2 separate regions of the Zea mays genome follow, and region 2 is linked to region 1. Evidence: chromatin contacts called from public Hi-C data. All regions are on one chromosome and are shown on one strand. Each heading gives the region's core, a stretch centred on a gene start, on an enhancer-like site or on the middle of the called end of the contact. The rest is flanking DNA. Distances are from core to core; before and after follow the strand shown.

Region 1 (6,438 bases), core at 1,304-3,803:
GGAGTCAACCACCACTCCACAAATTATTTTAGGCTCATGTACCTCCAGTGGACTTATTCTCCTACAGCAATGCATGCATTCGACCTACATTTCGGTCTTCCTGTTCAGGAAGTTTTTTTTGCTTTCAGGTTCCTAGTTAGGCTGGGCCTGTTCACCAGCGTGAGATGCTTCTTGCATTGTGGCTTCCGACTCCTGGCCCTGCATCATCAAGGTATCGCCTGGTGCCGCCTCCACATCTGTAGAATCCCCATTAGATCTCAATGCTATGAAAGCGCTCACCGACTCCTGCTCTGTAGTTGTAGCCTTATTGTCAGGCTTCCACACTTCTGTGTTGCTGGGTGGGTCCTGTTCGACAGTTCTAGCTTCCTTGTTATGTTGGACCTCTGCAGGATCTCTGGGTGGGTCCTGTTCAACACTTCTAGCTTCCTTGTTATGTTGGACCTCTGCAGGATCTCTGGGTGGGTCCTGTTCAACACTTCTAGCTTCCTTGTTATATTGGACCTCTGCAGGATCTCTGGGTGGCTCCAATTGTACTATCCTATCTCCTTCACCAGGTTGTGTCATTACAACTTCCTTGTTAAATTGAACCATAGCAGTATCTGTAGGTAACTCATATCCTATTCTTCTAGCTTCCTCATAGTCATCATGTAGAAGCGTTCCAAGCCCCTCTGCATCCTTTCCAGCATCAACAATTCGGTCAGCCATCCTCCTGAATTTCCTCTTGTTCCATTTCTTCCTGGAACCACGCTTCTTGACTCTAAGTGGTATGGGGGTTTCAGTTGGATTTTTATTCGTCTCCTTATCTGGCCTTTGCCCAGGAACAACAATGTACTTTTTGGCACCATTTGCACCACCTTCTGATTGACCTGCAACAAACATTGCCCATTTATGACCCAAAATTTAGGCCAGTTTCTTTGCTAAAAGGGAGTGATAATGTTTGCACAAAAGATATTCTTGGATTGAATGCTAAGAAAATTACTTTGGATTGCAAGAAGAGCAGTTCGGGCAGCTTTTATCTCTGCCTCCTTCTTTGTCCTAGCTGCAGCACCAATGTATAGGATGCCACCAATCTCAACACTGCATACGAAAGGAGCTACACCCGAAGCTTGTTTAGTGCAAATATAAGATGGAATGGCGTAATTCATCTTCTGAGCATACTCCTGAAGGAGATTCTTGCACAGGCCAGTTTCTTGCTGCAACACGTAGTAAGATGTATCAACGGAACATGTCAATCAAGAAGACATCCTGCAATGCTATGATATGCTAATTTCATCATCCGAATTCATAAGTTGAGCTATGAATGGTTCGTGGTAACTTAATCACTATGTTATGAGATATGCATAGTTCATGGTTCATAAACTGAGCTGAACAAGTCTGCAAGCATTTTCATAACTATCTCCAAAGAATAATTAGAGGGGACATTGCTGTGATTGAGAGCATTAATAATTACAAATAAATGATAAGACCAAAGAATATTATTGGGAAAATTCCAGGAAACATAGAAACAAATTTTCGCGACAGTACTTAGGTACCGCTAGACAAACACAGTTAAACAAATTTACTTAACTGAAAAGAGGTAGGTGCTATTAGCATACTTGCAATAAATTTCATTGAATGTTTGCAATGCCAAGTTAGTATAGAATACTTCAGACACTCTCGCATCCATAAAAATAAAAGAAATAAAGAAAGAACATCAATGTTATAGGCAGCACCATAACTATGAATGAGGCAGCTTGCTTTTTTTCCCTTTAGGCTATGATTTTCTAGATCATCGCTCATTTGCATACACCTTAAAATTCAAAGAACAAAAAATATCTTTCTGGAGGATAAAGTTTATATAGTTAGAATCTTTAGACAACGCATCTGAATAGAGAGAGAGAGAGAGAGAGAGAGAGAGTAATTTTTTAGATGTGCATAAAAGAGTAACTTACAACTGCTGGCATGTTCCTAATTTCGGTCACCGGAGCGGACATGGCTATCTCCATGAGCGCAACTTCCGCGGCAGACTGTTCTGCAGCCTTCCGGCTGAAGAACCCAGGCAGCGACTCATACTTGGTATTATTAACGAACACTGTGGACTTGAAGACAGGTTCATGAGATGGGCCTTCTTTCAGCGTGTGGTACTCCGGGGTTGGAATGCCAACCCTCTGAGCATACTCCTGCAGCCGGCTCTTGAACACGTAGCAGTTTTCGACCCCTGTGCCAAATCAAACACGAACGGATGAGGAAACAGCACCATAGCAAAGAGAAATTTGGAACGAGCTATTTGCAGACACTCTGCTAACGAAGGATGAACTGACAAGCTGCACTAGGGAAAGATAAGCAACTGGTAGGAGTAGTATCGTATCAGAAATTGCGCGAATCGGCAAAGAATGAGATGCGTTTGGAGAGAGGGGGAGGAACGGTTGGGGCGCAAACTTACTGATCCCGGCGGGGGCGACCCCGACGATGGGCCCAGCTTCTGGGGAGATGCATATGGCGGCATCGGGCGAGGCCGCGCCTCCGCCGTGCATGGCGCCGCCGCCTTGGAGCGTGAGGGTGAGAGGAGCAGAGGGTTCTGTGCGGTGCTTCTTGGGGGGTTGGGGTTGGGGTTGGGGTTGGGGAATCCTTACTCCCTCGCCTGTGTCTGTAGCATTTCTTATAGCGTTTTGTCCGAATGCCAAGCGGGTCCCACCGACTGGTGGACCCACCTGACAGTGGCTTCTTCCTCAGAAGGCGGTGACTCGCCGCCGCCGGTGAGGGCCTCTCGCAAGGACTAGAGATGACAATATGGACCTGATCCTTGATTTCCCAAAGAAAATTCCTCTATTTTGGCAACCCCATATTTTCAAGGGTTTTTTATTTTTCCAAGAGAAATTAGTTTATTTTTCCTTGGAAAAATGAGAATCTCTAGAAAAATAGAGTTGCCAAACTAGACCTAAGGCTTATTCGGTTAGAGATAAATTAAGAAGGATTGGAGGGAATTAAATCTTGCCCAACACTTGAACCAAACAAGCCCTTAGGGAACGGGTATGAGAATGATTTGATCCTCACGGAGATCTAAATGGAGAAAATTCAATCCTGTCGGGTTCGCAAGGATGGCGATGGGTAACCATCCCCTGTTCTCATGTACCCGACCGCGAATTTTTTTTATCCAAATTAGTCAATTTACTTGTTCAAATTATACTAAAAACTCAATATATATTATAAAATATCAAAGTAAACTTAAAGTAGATGTCCCTTGTAATTTTAAATTTTGATTGTTAAATTTGCATTAATTTGATATAATCAATTTAAATCTATCTCTAAATATTATAATTCCTACCGGGGACCTGCGGCGACGAGAATGGGAGAAAAAGCTCCCCCATGAGTGTTCGCAGGACAGGGAAGCGTAATTATTCTCCCCGTGGGGACGGGTTTGGGGAGCCATTCTCCGACGGAGAATTCCTCGTTGCCATCTCAACCAAGGACACACATAGAGATTGTGCAAATGGTTCCCAAAACCCGATACCCGATGGGTGAACAACCCTATTAGAGCACCGGTATGACGAAATTTGCTACCTATGGGCATGGATATGTTCTCTTTTGTCCCATATCCGCTATCTGATGAGAAACCTGCTAATATATAACATGTGAGTTCGGATTAAAGACCTTGTTCTCTCATGCATGAGCTTGTATGTGTTGCAGATAATATTAAATATTGTTGACCTTATGATAAAATTACATTGGATTCCATGATTTACCATGCGGGCACAAAAGTAATATATTATTTTAACATCCTTCAATATTTTTCAATATTAATGAGGTATGTGGCTTCAACTTTTTTATAAAAATAATATATTATTTTAATATCCTTCAATATTGATGAGGTAAGTGGCTTCAACATTTTGTATTTGATACTTGCTTTTACAATTCAAGTGAATCATGTTACTTGAATCATGTTTATTGTAATGTTAGTGGGACTATCCGTGATGAGTATAGTTATAGCTTAATTTTATGTCCATGATAAATAGTGGGTATGAGTATAGAGTATTTTTTTCTCTAGTAGGTATAAGTATGTCTTTATGTGCCCATTGCATACCTTACCACCCTAGACACCGTCGCTGTAAAATAATGCACCAGACCAGCTACTGCATGTCTGCATACAGTATGCCGTAAATCAGCTACTGATCATTTGCATGCAGGTATTGTCCATGTCCAGGACGCGGCGGTAATCAATTACTCATATTAAGATTCACATATCCATTACAGTTACAGACCACAAGACCACCTATATGTTCCAGCACCTCCGGTTCATCTCTACCGGAATGCACCAGCATAAAACACATCATTGGACGGATTACAACTTGGGGACAGAAAGCAGACAACTGTACAAACACGACTCATATATACAAGCGGGCAGTCATCTATCCAAGGGTTACAATTACAATGCAAATGACTCAACATTCATTCATTCATTCATGCAGGCCAATACTACCCCCATCTAACGCCATATTTTAGCTGGACAAATACACTTTTCTCTTCAACATCTGTGGGCAGACTTCTGCAACCATTCTACTACCTGGGCCCATATGCACAACCCCACTTGCCCAGGCAGCAGCCCCTACCAAGCCCTGTTTATCACATCAACCATCTTCAGACCTTTTTACACTTGAATGCTGGCAAAGTACAACCCGAATGCGCTGGCTATTTACATTTTGGTTATAGCCTAGGTATGGCTAATTATTTGGGTGGGCTGGGGGGAGCCTCCGAGTTCAATGACAGGATCAGGTTAGGGTTCACAAACCTTCTGCAAGGAGGCTAATGAATCTTGACTGTATCTTACAAACCGCACACGCCGTCCAACAGCCAATATGCACCGAGAGCCACGGTACCGTCGACATCTCCGTGACAAGGCTTACCGTCATCTTGGATCTTGAAGCTGAACCATGCTGTGGAGCATCACTTGGCCGAAAAAATGTAAGGCCTACCGATTGCACTGTGGCTGCATTGTCATGAGATATAAGGCCTCATCTTACTTGTAATTTTCCTCAGCATAGATAGAGACCAGAGCATTGTCACCAGCACCAGCAGCCAGGAGTGACTTGTATGGGTGAAAAGAAAGGCAATTTACACTGCCTATTCTTTGGCCCATAAAAGATGGCAGGTACCCAATTATCGTCAACTGCTCCCCACCAAGACTAAACACTTTAATCATTTGCTTGGCTGAGCCACTAGCAACAACTGGGGCATAACGATGAACCACTAATGCTGTAAGTGAACCCCTGTGTGCCTCAATAGTCAGGTAGGGTTCTGCTGCCCTTCTAACATCAAGAAACTGGATGTCTCCAGCTTGAGATGCACTTACAATCTGTGATTCCATAAACAATACAAAAGGGGACCATTGTCAAGCTAAAGGAAAGCCCAGACAACTATAGAATAGCTTAGGGGGTGTTTGGTTTCTAGTGAATAATTTTTAGTCCCTCCATTTTATTCCATTTTAGTCTCTAAATTGCCAAATACGGAAACTAAAACTCTATTTTAGTTTCCGTATTTGGCAATTTAGGGACTAAAATGGAATAAAATAGAGGGACTAAAAATTAGTCCCTAGAAACCAAACACCCCCTTAGTTGTTTCAACAATGAAAATAAATAGCAATCTAAAGAAGTGCGAGTATTTACCTTGTATGGATCAAACCCAGGTTGAAATCCTATGCTCACAACCTTTTCTGTTCTTGGGGCATGTGGCCTGGCCACATAGACGAACCTACGGTGTACAAAAAAATCAGAGTAAAAATAATTAAGTTGGCAGAAAACGGGGCATTTCATGTTAGAAATAATCCTGTGTCTAGGTTCATAGCATTTATAGGCTGATTAGTTGGGTAATATTTTGCGTTTATTAGGGGCTTTAGGGTTTAGGGGCTATCACAGCCTGATTTGTAGCTCACATTGGCTATATTAGAAGAGAAAACCAGAAAAGGCTAAGTCATTCCAGCCACCAAAACACTTGTGCTCGTGTGCGTTCTTGTGAGATATTATGTTCCTGTGACCTGTTGGAGGCTTTAGGCTTGTCATTTCATAGGGCACATGTGCTTGAAATGCAAGGCCAGAGGATGTAGACACTACTGTACTAACCTATCAGGAGAGCGAACATCATATATCCTGACAGAACCATCAGCAAAACCAGCAGCAAAGTGTCCGGAGCGAACCTGAGATGTAGACTGAAACAGAAGCAACAAGCAACATCTCAAGAAGACGACCTCAAACCAGATTAACATAAAACTTGCTGCAGCAAGAATCATATACATAAGGTAATCAAACATCTAATTTCACAAATACGGAATGAAAATGTGTTCTTGACAAACAAGCTTTTAAAATGTTATAAAAGGATAATAACAAGTTAAGCTAACAAAACCGTTGAACTGAACTACTGGAGTACAATACTTATTTTTTGGTGAGTAAAACAAGTCATAGCTTCAGT
Region 2 (6,453 bases), core at 2,103-4,602, 270 kb before region 1:
CAGGTGTGGGAGTTTCATCCATCCTGAAGTCGGTACCCAATCTATTGGAACTGGAACTTTCATACTGCTGTCCTGTAAGTAGCTAATCATCTGGTCGTGTTATTGTATCACCTTGGCATAACTTGAGCCCTCACAGATTAATTTACATCCTTCATGTATCAGGTCACTCCTTCTATGGTGAGAAGCTTCCAGAAGCTTGCTAAACTTCAGACCCTGAAGCTGGAAGGCTCCAAATTCATGGCCGATGGACTAAAAGCCATTGGAACCTCTTGTGCTTCTTTAAGGGAACTAAGTCTGAGCAAGTCATCTGGAGTGACCGACACAGAACTCTCTTTTGCTGTGTCAAGGCTAAAGAACCTGCTGAAGCTGGACATTACTTGTTGTCGCAATATCACTGATGTTTCACTAGCGGCCATAACTAGTTCATGCTCTTCTCTCATCTCTATGAGGATGGAGTCTTGTAGCCGTGTTTCCAGTGGAGCACTCCAACTGATCGGGAAGCACTGTTCTCGCTTGGAAGAGTTGGACCTTACTGACAGTGATTTGGATGACGAAGGTACTTACTGAACTGGCTACTGAATTATTCTTCCCTGGATGGACCTAAAGCCGACTCTGAATATTTTCTGTGCAGGATTGAAAGCTCTTGCCAGATGCAGCGAACTTTCGAGTCTAAAAATTGGTATTTGCTTGAAGATAAGTGATGAAGGTCTTACCCACATCGGAAGGTCTTGCCCAAAACTCCGCGAGATTGATTTGTACAGGTCATTACTAGACATGCCTTGTTGTTCTCTTTGTTTGGTTGATCTTTGTCAGTAAACTAACTTATATTTTCCGTTTCAGGTGTGGAGGCCTTAGCGATGATGGAATTATTCAAATTGCGCAGAGTTGTCCGATGCTAGAGTCTATCAACCTATCATACTGCACAGAAATAACAGACCGCTCACTGATTTCACTATCAAAATGCTCAAAGCTGAATACTCTGGAGATTCGTGGCTGCCCCAGGGTTTCATCCATCGGGCTCTCAGAAACAGCGATGGGGTGCAGGCTGCTTTCCAAGCTTGATATTAAGAAATGCTTTGGGATTAATGATGCTGGAATGCTTTACCTTTCCCAGTTCTCTCATAGCCTCCGTCAGGTATTGCCCTTCTCTTCTGTAACTGTAACAGGAATCTCGTGGTACAATGTGTGTTCTGCAACTGTGCTGATACCATGTATGTCTCATTACAGATAAACTTGTCATACTGTTCAGTCACCGATATTGGGCTTCTTTCCCTTTCTTGCATATCCGGCCTGCAGAACATGACGATCGTCCATGTAGCGGGTATAACGCCTAATGGCTTGGCAGCTACTCTTATGGTTTGTGGTGGTTTGACGAAAGTGAAGCTTCATGAAGCATTCAGATCCATGATGCTTCCTCACATGATAAAAAATGTTGAGGCACGCGGCTGTGTTTTCCAATGGATTGATAAACCATTCAAGGTATTCTACGGCTCCCCTGGTTGCCTTACACACAGCATTAGACCCTTGTGCTCGCCAACTCGTTCTTGCCTAATTTGCTACTCGAAAACGCTACACACTATTTGTTTCAGAAAAGCTTGGTTCTATTCAGCTGTGTTTTGTGCTGCCAGATCTAAATGCAATGCTGTGTTCTTTTCTGTGCTTTCAGTATATTGTCTATGATTGAAACACACAACCCATGATTTTGCTTATGGATGGTGTTTTTTTCCCTTCAAAAAAAGGCTTAAAGAAGAGCATAGCACAGTTGTCTTGAATCTATTGAGTGGGTTTGTTCTTACAGAGCTATTACAAGGCTGCAAAAGTAAAACAGTGTCTGTCTAATAACTGGTGTGGCATTGTAGGTTGAGGTGGAACCTTGTGATGTATGGAAGCAACAGTCGCAAGACGTGCTTGTACGATGAGAATTGAGTTGACCCTCGAGCATGTGGCTATCGTGGAAATCATGGCATGCATCGTTATGGATGGATGGGTTGTTGGCTGGCAATGTCATCCGCGCAAGTGATTCCTGTGTTTGAGCATAGGTCTTGATGTTGTTGTATACTGGTATAAGCAAGTGATTCCTGTGTCATCCGCAAGTGTATGTATGTCTTGATGTTGTTGTATACTGGTATAGATGAGTAGGTCCCACATTTATTTGGTGAGGTGATCATTTGACAGGAAGTTGCTGTATAGAATACTACCATGTAAAGATGTCGATACGGAAGGGATGAGAAAATGGTTTTGAAATTTAGTACGATATGCCTTTTCCTATGTTCGTTTAGTTTTAATCCGTACTATCTTCTACTGTTTCTATAGTATTTTTGTCTCTATAAATTACAGCTGCAGCAGTCTAAACATCTAGCTTTAATCTGTTGGTTGTTGCATTCATGTTTGTGATCAGCTGGAATGAAGTGGCTTGCATTGCAGGTGTACCTACCCCTGTTTGAAGAAGAGAATTGTAAGGCTACTGATGGTCTCTGCTTTCTAGGAATGAAGTGGCTTTCCTGGTTGCATTGTAGTTGCTGGAGTTTAGTCGAGTTCGATGTGAGTCAGTGTTGGACATGGAACTCGAAGCACAGTGCACGCACATCGTCTGAACTAAAAAGGTAGGCTGAGACATGAATGGCAGGTAGAGGAGAGACATGAATGGCAGGTAGAGGAGAGAGCGAGGCTGCTAGCAGCGTTGCAAACTTGCAATGGACAGGTGGTAGAGAGACAGGGCCATGGCCATGGCCCATGGACAGGCAGCTAGTAGCATTGAAGAAGCCGCTGGCGGCCATGGCCATGGCCCATGGACAGCCAGCTAGTAGCATTGAAGAAGCCGCTGGCAGGAGCGAGTTGGAAGCGACATGGGCGGCGGCCTGCGCGGCGCAGGCATCACGTTGGCGCCGGACACACACACACAAAGGAAGTTGCCAACCACGGGGTAGCTGGTCGATGCTCCCGTCCCGTCCGTGTGACCCCTTGTCCCTTGATGCTCATGAGTAAATGCCCTGCCCTGGGCATCTGCGGTACACGGCCGGGTTGCGTTCCGCCATGGCTCGCCGTTGCGTTGCGCTCAGCGGCTCAGGGCAGGGCTGGGCTGCTTGCATTGCTCGAGCCCTTTTCCTTGCTTCCTCACAAGTTCTCCATCCGTCCTATAAGTAGGAGGAGCTTCATGACAATTTGGTAACACATCCATCTACGTATGTATACAATATTAGAATTTTAAGAATGGCCCGTCGCCATACGCATGCTGCCCTACCCTACCGCTACCGGCCCTGTCATTAAATGCCTCCCACCACGATACGAACCAACCAACGAACCAAACATAAATTCAGCCCACCGCTTCGAGGACAGGACGGAGGGAGCTCACGCGCGAGCAAAGCAAAGCACAAGCAGCAATGGGGATCTGCTGCGGCAAGGCCAAGGCGGCGGCAGGGGAGCCCGACGACGACGAGGGCCTGGGCTTCCCATGGATGCACGACGACCTGTTCCACAGCCACCTGTGGGCCAGCGCCGGCGTCTCCGTGCACACCAAGCAGGGATGGAAGGGCGCCAACCAGGACGCCATGACCGTCTGCCAGGTGATGGCCTCACCCTCCCTCTACTCTCTCTCTCTCTTCCTGCATTAGTTGCAGAGCCTCTGCCTACTAGTTCGCATCTGTGCACATGGCCCATATGCAAGCTGTTCAAGGTGTTGTCGTAGCTTGCATTGCAATGCAGGTTGCAACTTAGCAACTCAACAGCTTGAGAAAAGTGCACCGGATCCATCTTGTATATCCGCTCAGAACTGAAATCTCGCAACCTGAGACTGAGATATGCTAGTGGAAGAGAACAATTAAAAAAAAAACTGATTTCTTTCAGCAAAACTGGCTTCTTTCAGGACTTCGCCGGCCAGAAAGGCCACATCCTCTGCGGAGTGTTCGATGGCCACGGCCCTCGTGGCCGGGAAGTCGCTCGCCACGTCCGCGACACCCTCCCGGTGGAACTAGCCGCCGCTCTGAAGCCGAGAACCGGGGACGAAGATCCCTCCGCCTCGAGCGACGCTTCGAAGCCTAAACCTGACGAAGATGGCTCAGGCGAGAATGGAGAAGATGGCTCAGGCAAGAATGGAGATGCTTCGAGCAACGCCGATTTGGATTCCTTCGACAAGTCAGGAGGTAGCGGCTCGTCCAGCGACGTTACGAGCGACGAGAGCCAGCAGCAGCAGCTGCTGCTGTCCACTTGGAAGAACGTGTTCGTGAGGGCTTTTGAGCAGGTGGACGAGGAGCTGAGGCGGCTTTCAGGAATCGACTGCATCTGTAGCGGCACAACTGCAGTCGCTGCTGTTAGGCAGGTAGGCACTGGTTAACTCTGAACTGGAAACTAGTCTTGTTTCGGTGATCTCGATTGATCTACTTGTCCCTTCATCTGCTTGTCCCCTCATCTGCACAGGGCGATCACTTGATCGTTGCCAATCTGGGCGATTCACGCGCCGTCCTCTGCACCCGGGACAGCAAGGACCGTCTGATCCCTGTCCAGCTCACCACTGACCTGAAGCCGGATCTGCCAAGTGAGCATCCGAGCTCTGTCATTCCACCCGTTGTCGGATCCTGACTGAGATTTTTTGCACCGTGTTCCTGCACGCCGGCCTGCAACAGGTGAGCTCGCGAGGATTCTGAGCTGCAAGGGGAGAGTGTTCGCCATGGACGACGAGCCGGACGTGCCCCGGATGTGGCTGCCGGACCAGGACGCGCCGGGCCTCGCCATGGCGAGGGCGTTCGGTGACTTCTGCCTCAAGAGCCATGGCCTTATCTGCGAACCTCAAGTCTACTGCAGGAAACTGTCCGAGAAAGACGAGTTCTTGGTGCTTGCTACTGACGGGGTAATTAATCTATTGATTTTTTTTAAAAAAAATGAAAATTCATTTATGTGATTGGCAGTTTTAGATTCCTGTCACTCTCAGTCTATCCATTGTCCTTCGTTTCTTAATCAGAAAAATGCTCGCACGCATGCAATTCTGTTCCAAATGAGTGATCTGGGGTGCAGAATAATATAGCATATAGTTCCCTTTCAGATTAGACCCAACGAAAGAAACTGTCAACCAAAACAATGCATGCGTGTCACTGTCTTCTGTTTACTGTAATGAACTCATGGTAGTTTTAGCTGACGATGGCTTGTTTACACAGTTCACGACAGCTCTCATATATATGATTTCCTTATTACCGCCATTCAAAACCTGTTGCAGATTTGGGACGTGCTGTCGAACAAGGAGGTGGTGAAGCTCGTGTCATCGGCGCCTGACCCGTCCAAGGCGGCGAGGCAGCTGATCGACCGGGCGGTCCGAGCGTGGCGGCGCAAGTACCCGACGTCCATGGTGGACGACTGCGCCGTCGTGTGCCTGTACCTGAACCGGCGGGCCTCACCTGCTCCCGTCGAGAGCAGCAGCGGCCTGCTCCCAGTTCCCGACGACGTGAGGCCGGCCGCGCCTTTCACAGGCAGCAGCTTCCGCAGGGCTCTGACGAGCAACGGCCAGGCGGTGTCGGAGGAGGGGACGACGGCGGTGTGGAGAGCGCTGGAGGGGGTGGCGCGGGCCAACTCCGTGATCAGGCTGCCGCGCGTGGGCCGCGTGCTGAGCTGGCGGAGGCGGTCGACCTCGCTGGACGAAGACGACGGCGGCGAGCGGGATTGATGGACTCGGGCGGGGAGGGCATCGGAGGTCGTCGTTTTCATGGCCGGTACACGTAGACGTAGCTAGATTCGTTCGTGCATGGGCCGATGGACGCGAGGTGTAGGATTTGATTGGCCTGTCGCATTCTGGTGTGGCTGTTGCAATGGATGATGCGACATGGACAGGAGTAGCATTTCTTTATCCCTGGCTGATGAATCAGTGAGTGCTTTTCATCCTGCTCGTCTATGTACTGCTACTGCACTTGCTGTAACTGAAATTTGTGGGTGAGATTAGCATCTGACAACATAAGAAGTGAAGAACGTGACTGCAGTACATGACTGATCCAATAGTGCTAATTTCATCTAGGTGGTTCGGTTTTCCTTGACAGTTAAGAGTCTCTAAACTATAGATGACCAAATGGATCGTGCTTGACGGGCCGGCCCAAAGCACGACCCTTAATAGTGCCATGCCAGGCCCGGCACGAGAGCCGTGCCGTGCTTGGGCCGCTACCTCGGCCCGTAGTACCGGTCCGACACGATTATATATTTAGCTTTATATTTGCTATTTACAAGAAATGCACTAGAGTTCTACTTGTTAGTCTTCTTCATGTAGCGTTTTTAGCCTTATAGAGGAAGGTTGTGGGTTCAAAATCTCACTCGCGCACAGTTTTTGCTATTTTTTCTGATTTAATGGGACAACGTGGGTAAGTTAACGGGCCGGCCCGGTACAGCTACCAGACCGGCGTGCCGTGCCTGGGCCGTGGCTGCGACACGCGGGTCGGTCGAGCACGACCCGATTATCTGTCGGGCCTAACGGGCCCGTGC

What was found. A called contact is a pair of places that touch in the nucleus more often than the background predicts.
Region 2: a contact with region 1 is called in a Hi-C map of ear, with 4 times the contacts expected there. The contact joins the promoter of LOC100273364 here to the promoter of LOC100284085 in region 1. A contact is called at or near these places in 4 of 25 Hi-C or Micro-C datasets (ear, endosperm, tassel and 1 more).

The regions. Positions count from the first base shown.
Region 1 is chr2:156,671,927-156,678,364 of Zm-B73-REFERENCE-NAM-5.0, reverse strand. LOC100284085 reads right to left here and starts at 2,553. Exons shown (of 4, transcript NM_001156983.2): 1 at 2,423-2,553; 2 at 1,932-2,197; 3 at 980-1,193; 4 at 1-866. The coding sequence starts at 2,513. The coding sequence ends at 133. LOC100193091 reads right to left here. Exons shown (of 23, transcript NM_001358633.1): 21 at 6,093-6,178; 22 at 5,640-5,724; 23 at 4,331-5,329. The coding sequence ends at 4,994.
Region 2 is chr2:156,947,548-156,954,000 of Zm-B73-REFERENCE-NAM-5.0, reverse strand. LOC100273364 (putative protein phosphatase 2C family protein) reads left to right here and starts at 3,352. Exons shown (of 5, transcript NM_001147803.1): 1 at 3,352-3,563; 2 at 3,863-4,315; 3 at 4,414-4,531; 4 at 4,620-4,843; 5 at 5,207-5,861. The coding sequence starts at 3,381. The coding sequence ends at 5,650. It overlaps LOC103647160 (F-box/LRR-repeat protein 3), which reads left to right. Exons shown (of 8, transcript XM_008671722.4): 3 at 1-74; 4 at 163-556; 5 at 632-761; 6 at 841-1,135; 7 at 1,228-1,479; 8 at 1,860-2,268. The coding sequence ends at 1,919.